2 separate regions of the Rattus norvegicus genome follow, and region 1 is linked to region 2. The links are chromatin contacts, called in public Hi-C maps. All regions are on one chromosome and are shown on one strand. The core of a region is the stretch at or near the end of the contact, and the rest is flanking DNA. Distances in the headings are between cores, read along the strand shown. Region 1 holds the start of Inhba (inhibin subunit beta A). Region 2 has its middle 860 kb from the start of Inhba.

Region 1 (4,847 bases), core at 733-3,232, 860 kb after region 2:
TCTTTCTTTATTTTGTACTTTTTTTTTCTTTTCAACTTTCTCTGCTCAAACCTTTTTCTTGCCTCACCTTTCTTCTTTGGGGGGCGGGGGAGTCCAAGGAAATTAAATGCACTGTTTCCATTCACTGAGATAACTAGATAGGAAAGTGGCACCAAGTCATCTCCCATGGTCTTGTACTTCCCTGGAGTAAGCACCCACCTGACCTTGATATGGGTCTGAGGGAAGTCCTCAGATTGGTTGGGGGCTGGGGCTGAGGCAGAGGGGCTGCCTGAGACAGCTGGTTGTTCTGCCTGACAGAATCCAGAACCATTCCTTTCTGCCATTCATTCATATTTAAATGTCCAGGGTCCTTATGCCAGCAGGCGATCTTATGGGACCTGGAGCGCAACACAACTTTTGTCTGGGGTCATATAATACACTCTGCTTTTGCCAAGTGGGCACCACAACAGGGCATTGGAAGCTCCCTTGGGCAAGCAGCAATTTACATACACAGGGAAGGTACTCTCACACACACCCTGCCCCCTGCATCTCCTTTCTCTACCCTGGATGCACATATACTCAGAAATTATAGCCCACTGCCCATTGTCCTGGCTTCACTGATAAAGCACAAAATTCATTTGGTCTTTCTCACATCCTTTCATGAAAAACAATGTACTCTTACAATGTAACTAGCCTAGAGGGCAAGAATCTCTAAAATATACCAGGAAATTCTTTTTCTCTGGCATGCACTACTTTTGTTGTTCTGCTGCCCACCTCCCCTCGCCAGCCTTGACCATAGTGTAGCATTCAAGGCAGGCTGCCTGGCTGTGTTGTTTCTCTTCAAAGTACCAGCAGAGCCGAGTTCATTGAGGATTACAGTATTCAGAGAACGAGACAAATGTGCACTTAAAACAATGCCTTTCTGAGGCTTCTTTTTAATTCTTCACACCACCTTTTCGTTCTGTCTTGTGCAGAAGATCTTTAAGGTGTCCATCTGTTATAGCAGTCCTTCTTTCTCAGTTTCTTCCCTACATATAAGCCCGCTGGTTTCTGCAGATACATTCAATCCCTTCTGCCTGACACCCGCTGTGTTCAGAGTATTCTAGGCTAGCAAAGCAGGTCATGAGGACAGAGTTAATAGGGGTCAAAACTACAAGCATAAGATCTACATACAAGGAGAAGAAGTTCAGATAAGCATGACACTAGGTTAAACTTCCAGTTTTGACAGGTAACAATGCTTCCTGAACAACACAAATGCTATCTTTCCCCAAAGCAGCAATGCACAAGACTTTCTTGGTTATAAGCCCTCTGACACCTCTGCAGGGCTAGGAGGACTCCCACCTCCAGAAACACCAAGGACACTGCTGTTGTTGGTAAGACTGTCCATATTACCTAAAACAAAACTCTCATTAAAAAAAAAACCTGAGGGAAGTAGGAACACTGGCATCACAATGGTTTAGGAGAACATCTTTGTGTTCTAATAACATCACCCACCTATTTGGAGTTACAGATACAGAACCCGAAGCATTTTGTAGCACAGTTAAGTTTTACAAGACAGACTAACATAGAGCTAAAAGTTTAATGACTCTAAACAACTCAAGAGTCCTAATAGTAGCATTTGGATAACAGCAACTTATCAATGTTTGGATTCTCTCTGCATGTGAATATGTGTGTGTTCCCTGGATTTACTGTTTGCAAATGGAACTCTTAAAAATAGCTTTCTTTTTGGCATATGTACTTGTATATGTGTGCTGAGTGGGTTGTATAAACACATAATCTATTTGCATGCTCTAGGACTATTAAAAAACAGTATTAACCTGCTTGCACAATAGAAAAACGATACAAATTACAATGCCTATGGAGGTGCCAAAAAGTTGTAAAAGTCCTTTTAGCCACACTGACTTTTAATGTGTAGAGAACTCGAAAGCAAGAATTTAAAAGCATTACCTTTCGGGTCCCTTCTGTTTTGCCAGCCGGCTCTTGTCTCATGAGGTCAGAGCTGTCTGAGTTCCTCTTCATGGTATTGGCACTGTGAAGTTTTATACTGTAGTACTTAGTTGTACACTCACACATTGGTACCTCTCAAAGAGGAGGGCTGGGGCTTTGTTTAGGATTGGTTAGAATCAGCATGACATCAGCAGATGACTCGTTTTTCCAGTGTGAGACATTTCATAATTCACTATCTAATGGAAATCTCTCTTGGCTTCTGAGACACGACCTGGGTGATGCATTGAGCCAGTGAAGCCTGTGGCTAGGAATAGTCCACCCTTTACAAACATAAGAGAACCGAGTACACACATCTCCAAGAGTGTCCAGCTCTGACAGGTTACTATTCATACCCACTTCTTACTAGAATCAGCCTTGGCTTTATGTCTACACATAAAACATCTGTTACTTCATAAAACTACTCCTATTTGCAAAGCACCGTACTTTTGCCACAGCAAAGAAAAGTCATAGTGTTCTTCATAGGGATTCTAGTTTTATAATTATGACTACAGTAAACTATTTTCTTGAGGAAAATCTGTATGTCCGTGGTCGCCCTGCTTTGACTCACACTATTAATTACACCTTTAAATCGAATGCCGGCTTCATATACCATTTCTCACCTCAGACTTGGAAAATGCTCTTCTTCTGCAAGTGAACTTCATAAGTATTATGCCTAGGTCTTTAGAGTCCCATCCTAACTAGCAAAAACAACAATAGCACACACACACACACACACACACACACACACGCAAAATGCATCTTTTCTTTAAAAGCTTGAACATCAAGCCCTATCATTTGTAAACACTATAAATACGAGTTTAATGAAAAGAAGTGAACGCTCCTTAAAATAGAAGGAAAGTTAGGTTAGGATTTTCTTTGGCCTGGGTCACACTGGCAGTGAGATAACATAGAGAGAAGGAATGCTCCGATAAGCACAGTAAAGAGGGGCTCTTGTTCTCAGGAAAGAGTACAGCTGAAGCACTGGCCAGGTTCTCATGACAAGTCGGATAAAATGTGCAAAATCGGGAGCTAATAAAAGCCATATGACCAGATATGTTGTTTTGTGTGCCGGATTTAACATGAATAAAATAAACTTTTCACTATGCCCACCAGCAAAAGGTTTGAAGTGGGCAAGGTTCCTCTATGACACCAGGAGCTGTCTGGAGGGTCTCTCGTGATTGAGAACAAAGTGGATGGAAGGGGGGGGGGGAGAGGAGTAGTCTAAGAACCACAAGTAAGAGAACTGAAGTAGAAAATAAAGTTGCAGGGGAAGATGACAGGAATATAAGTGGCAAAGACAGAAAAAAAAATCAGTGATGATCAATTGCACTTCGACCCCGGAATGAACTTAAACCTTTGGGAGAGAGGCCCTTCCCAGTGTTTGATAAGAACTCCGAGGGTCTACACTCACTTCTTGCCTCACACATAACTTCACGGAAAGTCGTGCTTGCACCAGAATGTAGAATGTAGACTGGGTGGCACAGAAAAGTGCCTGGATCAGACCCCAGCTCTGAGTCTCTCCTCATTTAAACTCAAGACTCAGTGTTTCCATCTCTAAAGTGGGATGTATAATTTCAGGATCCAAACTCAGTGGTCACAAAAGAATGTTATTTCTGAGCATCCCCGTGGTTTCTTAAGCATGTGTGTCATGGGAATGTTTCAGACCCTGACTGCAGGGGCCACCTCACACAGGGTCACTCTTAAGACCCTGTTGGCCTTTGACACCACGAAGTGCCAACCTGCTTGCTAAGCCAGTGTAGCAGCTATGACGTTGCTGGATTTCCCCCCAACCTTAGAGCTGGAACCACGTTGGGAAAGCCTTCTCTCTTTCTGTGGAAATTCAGGTGGGGGTGGTGGAGGAAGCAGGCAGGTTAAAATAGCTTCTGTGGAATATTCTGGGCTGAGGATCAGCATTTCCCAGCTGAATTCCAGGGCCCAGGGCGTGCGCTGGTCAGCGCAGCTCTGAGCTGGGTTGGTTTCTCTTTCATTTCCTGCCCCTCCCGCGGAGACTCCCTGCACCCAGGCCCTGTCCCTTTTCAGCCTGCCACCGTACCTTGAGCAGCACCTGCTGGCAGTTTCCAGGGATCACTCCCGAATGCGCAGCTCCAGCCCGGCTCGCGGGACGCCTGGACTCAGGGCCAAGCTGGTCCAAGTGGCCGCCTCTATTTTTACCCTGAACACCAGCAAGGGCAACTTCGCTTAAAAGCGCAGCTCTTGATTTTTCCCCCCCTTTTGGCAGCTAAAGAATTCAGGGAGGGAAAAGAAAAAAAAAAAATCACTGTTCAGTGAGTGCAGCTGGGAATGTCTGATCCCAGCCCTCGGTGCCAGAGAATGTCAGGGACCCGGACCTGCAGTGGGGCTGCCGGTCTCTCGGCCAACCGAGGCGAGCGGCAGCTCAGGCCCCGCGCCCGCAGGCTGCCCCTTCTCGAATGTGGAGTTCGGTCCCACCGACTACCGCACTGGCAGAGTGGCCCGTTGCCACTGCGCTCTGCACCTAGCGGAGGCGTTTTGATTTACTGGCTACTTCACAAAGCTCCAACTCCATGCTGGCCCTGTGCTCGCCTGGAGGAGCAGCCACTAGCGAACCCGGGGAGCAGCTTGCTGTGAGGAGGAACCCGGAGGGAAACTGGTACCTTATTTTACTGTAATTGCAAAAGGAGCGATGTGCCAGAGATTTATATTTAGAAGTTGTATGTTTCTACTTTTATGTAAATGGAGCAATTAGGGCCTGTCTTGTTTCTGCTAACTGGGATGCGTGAGCATTGCTGGGGAGCTGGTGTTTTCAATCACAATTAGTGAGCTGGTCAAGAAACAAAGTTCCTTTGAGGATAGAGCTCTTTTGTGCGGATGGGGGAAACCTGCCTTTCTGTGCTGGCCGGTGG
Region 2 (4,341 bases), core at 664-3,163:
TTAACTTTGATCATTTGTTTAGGACTTTATCTTCCAAGATCCACCTTTCTTTCATGTAAACTTTCTGATTTGTAAGTAATAATATATTATCAGAAGATATTTTGAGAATGTATTATGTTAGACACTATCACAAGTTTATAAATATGTATGAATATATATGAATATACATATATGCATACAGTAACAACTGGTGAAAAATGAAGCTATGAGTTTAATAGAATCAAGGGGGAGGCATTTTGGAGGGTTTGGAGGGAGGGAAGGGAAGGGAAAAATTTATAATTTTATTATAATTTCAAAAATATAATTTAAAATGGGAAATATTTAAAAAATCAAGCCAAAGCAAACCAAAACCTTAAAATGTAGAGCTTCATTCCCTTTTTGTTTGAGAGACAAGAAGCCCAGATAAGTAGCAGTTAGCTGAAATCAACAGTGCTATGTCCCCTGTGCAGGCTTCAAGGTGGAGCCCTGACACACACTTTCCAGCTTGTCCAATGCACTTTTATCCATCCTCTGACTCATTGCTCTCTCTCTCTCTCTAGCATAAAGTAGTTCCCTGATTCTGCTTTCTCTGTGTTCTACTTAAGAATCTTTTATGAGCTTTCACATCTCCTTGCTTCCCAAAAGGACTCTGTAATACCATTTCAGGCCCACTTATGTTCAGAAGACTCTCTTTATCTCCAACTAAGTACAATTCCAACTAAAATACATCTACACACTGTATAAAATAGCATTTATGTGTCCCAGGGATTAGAACATATTTCCCAGCATACTACAGAAGTTGCAAACATTGTATTTTTCATTATACTGTGCCCAAGCTTTATATCTGCCCATGGTCCTGACCTAGAACACCTGTGTTGTATTTTGTCACTTCTGTCTCTGTCCCGCAGAAAAGAGCGACGACACAGCGTTCTTCTCCAAGCAGTTTATTCAGGAACCTTTCTTTCTGCATGCAAGCAGCAATCTCCCTTTTCTTTTCTTTTCTTTCTTTTCTTTTCTTTTCTTTTCTCTTCTTTTCTTCCCTCTCCCCCAGCCCTGGAGCACACTCCCTTATATCCTCCCTGAACTCTGCCTCCTTAGTCCAGACTGAGTAATCTCAGTTCATAGGTCCACGTCACATGGCCTGATCTTGCGTCGTGGTGCGCCTGCACAGCTCTCACAATGGACGTGGCTAGTTTCAGGTGTGTGAGGAAGTCAGGTGCTAGTCATGAGACTTAGCTGCAGTCCAGGGCGCCATCTTGGGACTGCCACCACACCCGCTCCCCACAGTATTTCTGTATTAATTTCCTGCTTGTTCAAGTGAATTCTGCTGTGACTCAGAATTATTATATTATATTTCATTTGCTTATTATTCAATTACTTATAACAGTTGGGAACATTGAATACTTAATATATAGGTAGTTATCAACCCGAGGTGAAACAGGTCAAAGTGACCAGAACTAGTTGCTTGCTACGTTGAGAAAATTGTAGCTTAGAAAGAGTTCAGTGTAACCAGCAGCTTCTGTTAGGCAACCTTAATGGCATTTACTAATGGAAGACCTCCACCTTCATACTTCAGCCATCTCCTCTGCCTATTTGGCAAGACATGAAAAAGACACTCTGTATTATCCCCTTTGGTAGATCTCAGGATAAAATTGACAGTAGTAATAGCAGAGCTTGATGGTAGAGTGTATGTAACACAATGGTTTTTGAGAAGGTCTTGGAAGGCTCTCTCAGCATAACTTCCCCATTTATTTTATGTTTTTGGCAAGTGGTTCTCTAGAGGGAAGGGTGCAAATTTTTCCCTTATGGGACATTTGACGACATCTGCAGTAATTTTTTTATTTGCCTAAGTGCAGTAGCATGACAGTGAGTAGAAAGGAAGTGGGTTTGCTACTGGCATCTAGTCAGTGGAAGCCAGTAAGACTGATAAGCATTCCAGAAGGCACAGTACAGCCCTCACAGCAAGAAATTACTCACCAACGTGTCATGAGTGCTGATAGGCTATGCAGAATACTGTTTTAAAGTAAGCCAAGACCTGGCATGGGAGATTCAGTCCCTGACTGGCTACTTTTGAATTTGTTTGTTGATTGCTCTGTGTGTGTGTGTGTGTGTGTGTGTGTGTGTGTGTGTGTGTGTGATAGATTTATATATATATATATATATATGTTTAAGGTAGTAGTAGAGAGGTAGATTTATTACAGTCTTGTGTAAACCACAGAAAAAGCTTACAATGTGGAAATTCTCGTTTTTGATTTCATGCACTGTTTCTAAGGTGGAAGACAAAACATTATAGTTAATGGAGTTGCTATGCTTTGATCATTGTTAAGCCCTGTGTTTCTGGAAACCTGATTAGAGGTGGTGAGGGAATGAAGAAAAGACAGATACACACACACATATGTGGAAGACATTGAGCTAACATGGCTGTGTGTGCTCTGGTGGAACAGCATCCTAAGACTTCAGCCTGTTCATTATGTACAGCACGGCAGGAGGATTCGGAGAGTCTCAGTACGAGGCCCATGTATTTGAGAAATCTTGTGTTATAAACATGTAGGAAACAGGAAGCTGCAGTTAGCTAGTTTTCTCATGCATAGGTCAGTTGTTTATGAACACTTGTAATTACACACATTTTCATTTTTTTTTGCACTCAGACCAGAGGAAAGTTTAGCTATCTGTCTGAGCCCACTGGGTTTGTATGTGGGAAACTTCAGGTATTTGCTATGACTGTGTTCTTATCAGCAACATACGTTCACTCAGCAGTTCATCTGCTCTTGACACGTTTACTCAAGGCTTGATTATCCTCCCACTGTTCACTATATTTACTGATACATAAGGATGTAAATCATATATTTATTAAGGTTAGTCTAAACAGAGATCTTTAACTTGCCCAAGTGTCACTGGATGGGGAAAAAAATCTCTCTTAGCTTCAGAACATTCTGCAGGCTAAGGTACTCCTTTGATGAGATCCATTCTAAGACCATTATTTTGATTTCTTCTTTTCTGTTTCTTTCATTCAGGATCAGAATATGGATGTACAAAGACACTATAAATAAGAAGTTAGCAGTACTTTTTATGAATATTTAGCATTCCAGGAATATAAGGAAGTAAAATGTTTCCAAAGCTAACAAAGTGATATATACTGCACATTTCTCAGTGCTGCCCACCTCTTTGATGGACTCTGTGTAGGTTTTGGAGAAAATCTTGCATATATCGAGTCTGAAAGGATGATTATGAAAATGTCTCAGGTTAAGGGTCACTGATCAGATCACAGCTACAGTCACCCATGGACCAACACATCCACAGGCATGTCAGCCATTGTCCCAAAAATCTACAAATCTGAAAATGATGGGGTCTTCTCTAAAAAGAGTATGACTAAGAGAAAGCTGAGGACCTGGAAAAGAGGACCAATATCAATATATGTGCAAAACATTAATCAACATCTGTAATTCCACCTAGTTGTTCTGACAAGGTTCAAGGGAGTCCCCCAAAAAACTACACCAACTAGTTTCCTATTGGAAAAAAACTGCCCTGCCAAAGGAAATTATATTTCAAAGAATTGAATGGAAAATAAAACACTTAAAGAACATAAGACAGAATTTTTGCTCAGATGATGACTTTTTCTTGGCTTTAACTGTCAACTCTATAGAACTAAGCCAATTACACGTACAAGATAGGCAGCAGGAAGGGCATCTGGGAGCCCGATTTCAGCATAGGTTTGTTGATTTTTCTCCATTATCAGGTCATGGCCAGACTCCCAGGTCCACCCACCCTTGCCTGTAAACTTTTCCACATCCACAGACACCATTTTAACCCATGCCCTTTCTTATTTCCCCTCCATCCTGGCTTCTGTTTTCTCTGTCCTTTCTTTCAAACCCAGTTCTAAAAGTCAACTATCTTTTAAAAACATTCATTCCAGACCATTCTAATTATACTTGATTATCCCCTTGCTCTGCCTAATAACTACGGTTTATTGATATCAATAGCATGAACAAAGATTTTGTTTTGTTTGAGTACAGTGCCACATAGAGTCTGTCAGTCGTGTTCTCGCTGTGATTCCTGAGTCATATCAGAAAATGCCAGAGGAGCCTAAGAAGTTGTTACTATGCTTTCAAATGTCTAGAAACTTACTGGCTCATCAGGGTTGAAGATTCAGCCTTATCTGGAAGCATATGTGTTTATACAAGGTCATGGTCGTGTTTCCAGTTAGTCATGGGATAAAGTGACATTAAATGTGAAAGCCTTTGATGCCATCTGCCTTCCCATTGCATTGAAAGTGTCAGTGTCTATTACAGACTTGAGCTATGCTGACATACCAATCTGGAAAATACACTGCAGTAATTATGGGACCCCTGCCCCAGTCAGTTC

What was found. Hi-C and Micro-C count contacts between places; a contact is called where the count stands out from the background.
Region 1: a contact with region 2 is called in a Hi-C map of the Rat2 cell line, with 3 times the contacts expected there. The contact joins the promoter of Inhba here to the enhancer-like site in region 2.

The regions. Positions count from the first base shown.
Region 1 is chr17:53,802,526-53,807,372 of GRCr8, forward strand. It overlaps Inhba (inhibin subunit beta A), which reads right to left and starts at 1,983. Exons shown (of 3, transcript NM_017128.2): 1 at 1,927-1,983.
Region 2 is chr17:52,938,413-52,942,753 of GRCr8, forward strand. It overlaps the pseudogene LOC120097885. Among named protein-coding and RNA genes, the nearest start is that of Inhba, 860 kb to the right of the region's middle. Within about 2 kb of position 1,914, at least 4 of the 93 cell types and tissues checked have an H3K27ac peak or open chromatin away from gene starts, as enhancers often do.